2 separate regions of the Sus scrofa genome follow, and region 2 is linked to region 1. Evidence: chromatin contacts called from public Hi-C data. All regions are on one chromosome and are shown on one strand. Each heading gives the region's core, a stretch centred on a gene start, on an enhancer-like site or on the middle of the called end of the contact. The rest is flanking DNA. Distances are from core to core; before and after follow the strand shown. Region 1 holds the start of ATM (ATM serine/threonine kinase). Region 2 holds the start of DDX10 (probable ATP-dependent RNA helicase DDX10).

The links. A called contact is a pair of places that touch in the nucleus more often than the background predicts.
Region 2: a Hi-C map of liver shows a contact between it and region 1, with 2.6 times the contacts expected there. The contact joins the promoter of DDX10 here to the promoter of ATM in region 1. A contact is called at or near these places in 1 of 5 promoter capture datasets (liver), 7 of 47 Hi-C or Micro-C datasets (fetal heart ventricle, heart right ventricle, liver and 2 more) and 2 of 2 datasets of contacts at active chromatin or transcription factors (alveolar macrophages and skeletal muscle).

The regions. Positions count from the first base shown.
Region 1 is chr9:36,618,961-36,623,277 of Sscrofa11.1, forward strand. ATM (ATM serine/threonine kinase) reads left to right here and starts at 1,698. Exons shown (of 64, transcript NM_001123080.1): 1 at 1,698-1,945; 2 at 2,205-2,390. LOC100627195 (protein NPAT) reads right to left here and starts at 1,555. Exons shown (of 18, transcript XM_021062741.1): 1 at 1,315-1,555. The coding sequence starts at 1,351.
Region 2 is chr9:37,004,507-37,008,525 of Sscrofa11.1, forward strand. It overlaps DDX10 (probable ATP-dependent RNA helicase DDX10), which reads left to right and starts at 2,065. Exons shown (of 18, transcript XM_021062753.1): 1 at 2,065-2,385. The coding sequence starts at 2,200. It overlaps LOC106504871 (a long non-coding RNA gene), which reads right to left and starts at 1,875. Exons shown (of 3, transcript XR_001298767.2): 1 at 1,755-1,875.

The DNA of each region.
Region 1 (4,317 bases), core at 448-2,947:
TTATAAATAATTATTTGGCCTTAAATGTCAATAGTGCTAAGGGTGAAAAACCCTAAAGGCTATAGTTACTGAAACTCAACTGGATTACCAAACCCCCAAAACTCAAAAAATCCTTAAGCAAACAATTTGTATAGAGTGAAAAATAAAGTATGTCAATGTTATTATGAATTTGTGCAAGTCTACTTTGGATCTGTTTGCACATAATTACAAGAGAAATGGCTTTTTCTCTAAGATATAGAAGTTAACTGTTGATATTTAGTTCTGATAAACTCGGCAAAGTATTAATCAAACATTAACAAAATACTAGTATAAGTCACTATTTTCTCCAAAAACAGATTACCCTCTAATGTTTTCTGTAAAATGTACTTATCAGAAACCTGTGCACGAAAGCCACTGGAGGGGAGGGGCAGGGCTGAGTTCTTTAAAAAGTAGCAAGAAATGGGATTTTGTGACAATAAAGTAATGGCTGTAGATTCCATGGGAAGTTTCATTACAGATGTTTACCATTTACATACGATGCCTGTAAATCACTGGCTCGAGTTTTAAGCTTTATGTGGCTTTCATTCCTAGCAGTACAATCCTCTATTCTTTCAGACGACAAATAACAAAACCCGTTTCCCATACAATGTACCCTGACAACTGGCCGTGGAACTAAACTGTTTTCAAAATGAGGAAAAACTAACTAGGACTAGAAATGTTCAAATGGAAGGCATTTCCCCTGTGAAAATTCTTGTTAATTAAAAGAACCCGAGCTGCTGCCGTCAGAAAGTATGCAATTAGCGTTTCAAACCTCTACACTGGACGACTTCTTGCGGAGGGACGGGATAAGGAAGGAAGATCACCCATTCGTCCCAAATTCGCAGTTCTAAGGGCGAGTTACGAGAAGGGCGTCAGGAATGTCTTTCTACAAAGCTGGGGGGAGGGGGCTGGGGGAAGTCCCTCTCTTTCCTACTTTGGTCCCAATTCTGACAAAGTGCAGTGTGCCAAGGTGAAGCCGTCGGTGCATCACGTAGCAGCTTCCCGGCAGGGTCCTAATTAAGTGTAGGCCTGACTTTCCCTCCAATCCCGGCTTCAGGTGTTCCACTCCGGGCTTCCTTCAGCCTCTCCTCATCACGCAACCTCGAAGGAGAGGAGTGTCCACACACAAAGCCCGAACCGCCCGAGCCCCCGGCTGAAGAACCACCGCCAGCCTGAACTCGGAGACGGGGAGGCAAAGCCCCAGAGCTTCCCTCCCTGGGGAAACCTTTGGCCCCGAGGGTCCTTCCGTCCAGCTCAGCCCGGTCCGGTCTCCCTCTCTACCGCGTCAACGCTTACCCAATACCAGCCGGGCTACGTCCGAGGGTAGCAGCATGATCCAAGCCGCAGGAGTACCCGCAGTGAGAGACGAGACTCAGGTAAAAGCCAACAGCGACGGCTCCTGCGCCGCATCTCCCGGTCCCGGTGGCGGCACTGAACCCCGCTGCAATTTGTCCCGCCTCTTTTGCTCCACGCCAGCCAATCGCTTCCGCGGGAGAAAGAAAGGCGCCGAAATGAAACCCGCCTCCGTTCTCCCTGGCACTGACGTCATTTCCGTGCTCACGTTTGGCGGGTGGGGTCAAGGGGGCGAGGAGGCGGGGCGCGAGCGTTGGAGACCAAGCCGCAGGGAGAGCGTGGCTGCAGGGTCGCATGCCATTGGCAGACAGTGCGCAGGCGCGTTCCCTTCCGAGCCCGGTGTTTTGGGAGAGTGTTTGGTGTCCGGCGCGCGTGGGCGGACCGTACCCGAACGCTCCGCACCTCTACCGCTTCCGCCCGGGACGCACGCTGCGTGGCCACGCTGAGTTTGGTCGGAAGCGGGATCAGTGCGTGGACAGGTGGCTCGGGCTGCTGCTGGGAGTGGAGCGGGGATTTGGTCTGCGGCTACGCCGCCACCAGGGATTCCACTTGGTTGTCCAGTCCAGCCGTCTTGGTGCGTAAGCCGTGTAGTGGCGTCTGCGTTGGGGAATTAAGATGCCTCCGGGCCGCTCTGTCCCAGCCCCCATATGCGCCCCTTTACTCCTCTCCCCACCTCATCTTGACGGGACTCTGGTACTCATTGCTTTCTCCAGCTCTCTTTTCGTGCCTCTGGTGGACTTAGCCTTGAACCTTCCTGTGCGTCCCCTGCCTCTGTGCCCAGAAATTAACTAGATGGCTTAACTAATCATCTTTTTCTCCCCTGTCATAATTAGTAGTTTAAGTCAACGAGTGATTCGTTGAGGCTTAAACTGAAGTTTCGTGGTTAAGAGCTTGGGCTCTGGAATCACACTCCCGGAGTTGGGGTTCTGTCAGCTGGCTGTGTGATCTCGCTGTACCATCTATCTCGTCATCATCCTATCCTGTGTCACCACTCAAGAGTGTTTGCTGTTTTTTACCAGGTACAGAGAAGTAAAAAGACTGTTACAATTCAGAGTGATAATGTGATAGAAGAACATTGTGATGGAAGAGGAGTGAATGAAGTTCTGTGGAAACGGCCTGGGAGAATCAGTTTCAGTTTGCAGTGAGATTTCAGTGTTAAACTGCCCTGGAGGGAGGTGGGAGCCTTACAGACAGAAGGGTAAATGCATATGAAGGCATAACGTGTGGAAGGTTCCTGAAGCTCTAGGGAGAGCCTCACAGAGAACATTACCCGATATTCTGTGGTAATCTATGTTGGAAAAGAAATGGAAAGAGAATGGATGTGTGTACATGTATAACTGAATCACTTTGCAGTACAGCAGAAGTTACCACAACATGTGAATCAACTGTCCTTCCATAAAACTTTAAAAAATGGAAAAAAAGGAGAAGAGAGAGGTCCTGCATGTAATGAAGTACATTTGGGCATTTTCAACATGTTGAACATATGCTCTTACTGGGATATGGTCTTAACTGGGAGAAAATTGAGAAGCAAGGAGACAAGGATATTCTTTCAGGTGTGGGTGGAAAAAGAACCATTAAAAGAGATGCGAAACAGAAAAGAAGGGAATAATGATAATTGCTGATATTTATTGAGCATTTGCTATGTCCCAGGCAGTGTGTTAAACATGTACATCAATCTTTAAAGTAACTTTGAAGTTCTAGTTCAATTCTAATGTGGTTTTTCATTTTATCATTGAGAAAACTGAGGTTTAGAGAGATTAGCTAGTTGGAGTTCCTGTCGTGGCACAGCGGAAATGAATCAGGCTAGGAACCATGGAGTTGTGGATTTGATCCCTGGCCTTGCTCAGTGAGTTAAGGATCCAGCATTGCTGTGGGCTGTGGTGTAGGTTGCAGATGCAGCTTGGATCCTGCATTGCTGTGGCTCTGGCCTAGGCTGGCAGCAATAGCTCCTATTAGACCCCTAGCCTGGGAACCTCCATATGCCGTGGATGTGGCCCTAAAAAGACAAAAAAAAAAAAAAAAGAGAGAGAGATTAGCTAACTGCCCAAGTTACATAGTTTGTAAGTGCAGGACCAGGGTATGAACTAGTGCAGTCTGACTACAAAGCCCACACTCTTAGCATTAGAAAAAAATGGCATGGTGGTCTTTTGTGCTGCAGCGGGTTAAGGATCTGGCATTGTCACTGCAGTGGCTGTATTGCCACTGTGGCTTAGGTTTGATCTCTGGCCTGGGAACTTCCACATGCCACAGGCACGGCTCCCCAAAAAAAGATGGCGTGCTAAGGGCAGAATTAGATCCAGAAAGATATGGTATAAGCATCATTGTCAAATTCTGCAAAGGGATCATTTTGGTTGAGATCTGAAAAGGAACAATGGATTTGCCAATTCAGAGGGTGTTACTTAGGAAATATGTGTTATACCACTTGCATCTTGGAAGTGGAGCCTAGATGTATTAATTGGATTAATGTATTAATTGAATTCAATTTTACCTGATGATACTCTTACTCTAGCTAACTACTGTCTTACTCTAGCTAACTACTGTCTTGTTCCTTTAGTTGTCTTTCATTTCCTCCAACATTGCAGTTTTCCATTTTAGAGCTCGCTGGCTGTGTTTCTCCTCTAAGATGTTGGTTCTCTCGCTCTTTCTGTGCCTGGCACCAGTTTATTCAGATCTTTTAACCCCCTGTAATATGTGTTCCTTAATAGGTTATAAAAAATGATCCTCTACATTGGTATTTTATTTCATTTGTCTTTTCAGGGCCTCATCTGTGGCATATGGAAGTTCCCAGACTAGGGGTTGAATCAGAGCTGCAGCTGCTGGCCTACACCACAGCCACAGCAATGGGGCATCCAAGTCGTGTCTGTGACCCACTCCACAGTTCATGGCAATGCTGAATTATTAACCCACTGATCAATGCCAGAGATCGAACCCACATCCTCATGGATA
Region 2 (4,019 bases), core at 815-3,314, 390 kb after region 1:
TGTAATAGAGACTAGAGGGTAAAATATAAAACCAAATAATTAACATAATAGCAGGTGCATTAAATGAAATAATTTGAATAAGGCAAGATATGCTAAGTATAGTTCAATTATTTTAGTTATAACCTCCCTAGAACACATGTAGAACAGATAACAATTATTGTTAGACTTATGAATTTCTAAAATCCACCATTTCTATACATGAACATAGATTTTGCTCAGCAAATGATACAATTGGAAAATGATCAGATCTACTTATAAATACATAACAGAAAGAAAAATCATGTGAAGGGAAGAGATCTTTGTGATTTGTAACCATGATCTCCATCACGAGAGCATGTTGCCACAGCAAAAGCAATTTTTCCCTAAAGACTGAATTCAAAGTAAGTGCCAAAAAAGCTTCTGACGGCAGTGCAAAAATTGTGACTGTGAAAGAAAATAATGTTACCTGAGTGAAGTTTTATTTATTTTTTGCTTTTTAGGGCCACACCTGTGGCATATGGAAGTTCCTAGGCAAAGGTCAACTGGAGCTACAGCTGCCAGCCTACCCACAGCCACAGCAACTAGGGATCTGAGCCTTGTCTGTGACCTATACCACAGCTCAGTGCTGGATCCTTTAACCCACTGAGTGAGGCCAGGGATAGAACCTGCATCCTCATGGATACTAATCAAATTCATTTCTGCTGCACCACATCAGGGACTCCCTGACTGAAGTTTTAAATCCTACAGTTTTGAGGTTAACATGTTATGGCAAGTAGAAAAGAGAGTATCTTTGGGTTCATAGATTGATATCTGGAAAACTGAAATCTGGTACAAATAATAATTTTAGTGGCAATAGTATATTAATAATAATAATAATAAGCAAAACCACTAAACAACAATTCCCCATTTCCTCTCTCCCCAGCCCCTGGCAACCACCATTCTACTTTCCATCTCTATAAACCTGACTACTCTAGGTACCTCATTTAAGTGGTATCACAAGGTATTTGTCTTTTTGTGATTTATTTCACTCAGCATAACTTCAAGGTTTATCTAGGTCGTAGCATTGCCAGAATTCCCTTCCTTCTTAAGGCTGAATAGTATTCCATAGTATGGAAATGCCACATTTGCTTATCCATCGTTGTGGATGGACACTTGTGCTGCTTCCACATTTTGGCCGTTGTGAATAATGTTGCTATGAACATGGGAGGTACAGGTTTCTTCCAGACACTGCTTTCAATTCTTTTGTGTGTTTATCCAGAAGTAGAATGGCTGGATCTTGTGGTAGTTCTATTTTTAACTTTTAGTGGACCTATATGTACTTTTATGTAACCTCCCCTTATTGAAGTTTACTCTCTACTACATCTAGTGACTCCCTGCCACGCCCCCAACTCCATATTCTCTTTAGAGACTTGACATGTGGTTCCGGTATTTATCTGGCTACGTGGGGTTGGAAAGGGAATTTCAGCCCCGAACTCTCTGCATATGAACCTTGAACTTAATCTCTGTTTTTCCTTGCTACAACTCTGCTCCACCCCTATCTAGACTACATCTGTGCCCTAGGTAAATGTACCGGGAAAACTAATTCACGGAAAGACAATTCACTTAAATGGCCAATTTGCAAATAATTTTCTCTTAATCCTTTATTAATGTATCAGTTTGTCTTCATAATAGCATTTTAAAGCAAATTTAATTTGATTCTGCTCTAGTTCCCTGCTGCTGCAGCTAGAATCTGACAGGCTAAAAAAAAAAGGAAAAACCCTAAAGCTATTACCTACCTGTTTGATTTTTGGGCAAATCATTCGGCTCCATGGACAAAATATGCAAGACCGGGCTTACAATTGTAATTCACAGACTGTGTGTTTAAGTGCGAAATTGTGTGACGCCACCATAGTAACAGCAATCAGCGCGCATGCGCCCATTTAAAGCACCAGCGTGCCCCTGGAGCCACTCAGCCCCGCCCTCTTCCTCAGGTTGCACCGCCTCCGTTTCCCCGAGACGACTCCGCTCCGCCCTGCAGATTCCCAGTAGCCAATCACCGCCCATTTCTTTCTCGCCGCGGACGGCGCGTGCCTGGTTTCAAAGGCCCGAGGGCGGGCACCTGGTTTTGCGCACGCGCCCTCGCCTTCTCTCCCCACGCTGGTTCCGCGTCCTCGGAGTGGTGCCTCTGTCCGCCTCGGTTGCCAAGGGTCTGGGTGAGATCCGGGCTGTCGCGCCACCGCGATGGGCAAAACTGCCGATTCCCGGGGCCTCGGAGTCCGGCCCGACCCGGTGCGGAGCTTCAATCGTTGGAAGAAGAAGCACAGCTACAGGCAGAGTCAAAAGAAACAGTTGAGGAAGCAGCTGAAGAAGCCCGAGTGGCAAGTGGAGCGTGAGGTTATCAGCCGCCTCGTGCAGAACTATGAAAAGGTGAGTCCTGAGGGGGGGGGGTGCGGGGTGGGCCCCGCGGGAGAGCAAGGCATGGGGTGGTCCGGCAGATGCGCGGGGCTGCGTGTCCCTGCGGCGCGGGACTTCACAGGGGACTCTGTCAGGGGAGCTGCTGAGAGGTGCTACCTAGGCCCTCATGAGGCCACAGGTGGTCTGCTGGGTGCCACAGTCCAGGCCTCCCGACAGTTCAGGCCGCTCTTCTGCTGACCACACTGTTCTTGGTAAAGTGATGGAAATGCAGTGTTTCTTAAGCATAGGGAGAGTGATTGCTGTAATGGTTACAGTTTTATTCATAAAAATTATTTATTCATGCCGCCAACGAGAGTAACGGTAAATAATGACACCTACATTTCAAGCCACCCATCGTGTGCTTTACATTAATTATTTGACTTGACCTGAAGTAATGGTTCTTATTCCCGTTTCGCAGATGAGAACATCGAGCCTCTGAGAGGATAACTTGTCCTTGGCTCTCACCTGTAGTAGGTGCTGTGGAACTGGAACCTAGACTGAGTCCAAAGCCTTTGCTTTTAATTGGTCTTTATGCCAGCCTTGCATCTCTCAACATCACCCATCCTTCCTGTGCTCATTTCATTTTCGCAGCTTGTTTCATGGCCCCATCCAAGAACTAGTATAAAAAAGCTGCACCCCTGGTCTGTTGCTGGTACCTGCCATTCCGCAATGTAGGTGATACTCCTTGATGAGAATCCCCATAGTTACAGTTTTGACTTCTTGATCTCTTCCACCCTCAAGCTTCTTGCGGCTGTCCCTACCCTTTCTTTTCCTTCCCCTAATTACACCTCTTTTGGCCTTAACTCATCTCACTCAGCCTCTCAGTGATTGCTCTTTTCTAGAACAGGATTTAACACCGCCACATATCTGGAATTAAAGTCATCAGAGGTCATGCTAGTATAGCTTTCCTTTAAACAACACTTAGATCAAAAGTAAGTTTAGATAGAGCTGAGAGTGTTTTGGGCTTTGAAGTTAAGATGGTGATGATTTGATCCTGGCTTTTGCTCACCCAGTGAATGATGTGGGGCAAGTTACTTAACTTTGCTTCCCTTTTCTTGTCTTTAAAAGGCATAATAGTATCCATCTTGTAAGTTATGGGCAGTTAGTAAGAATGCATGTAGAGTATTCTGCGCAATGCCTGACACATGCAAATATTCCATATATTACCTGTTATTACTATTACCCTTACATACTCAGCATCTCAAAAAGCCATTGTAAATTACTGTTATTTTGCATTTGGGGCTTTTTGACTAGAATTGCTTAGGGAGGAGAGCCTCAGCCCTTGCTTATTCTCACTCTTCTCTTGTATAATCCTAAAGTTTATTCCTATTAACTCCTTCTTGTGTTCTACCCAGAGCACTTCTGAGTTTATATATATATTTTTTTCTCCTGACTGTGCTGGATGGCTTTATCTGTGTCATAGAATTCCTTATATACCACAAATCTAAAACTGAGATCATTATTTTTTTCTTTTAAATTCACAATTCTGAGGTGTTTTTTCTTTTTAAGGCCGCCCGCCTGGCATATGGAAGTTCCCAGGCTGGGGATGGAATCAGAGCTATAGCTGCTGCCCTACACCACATCCACAGCAATGTGGGATCCAGTCT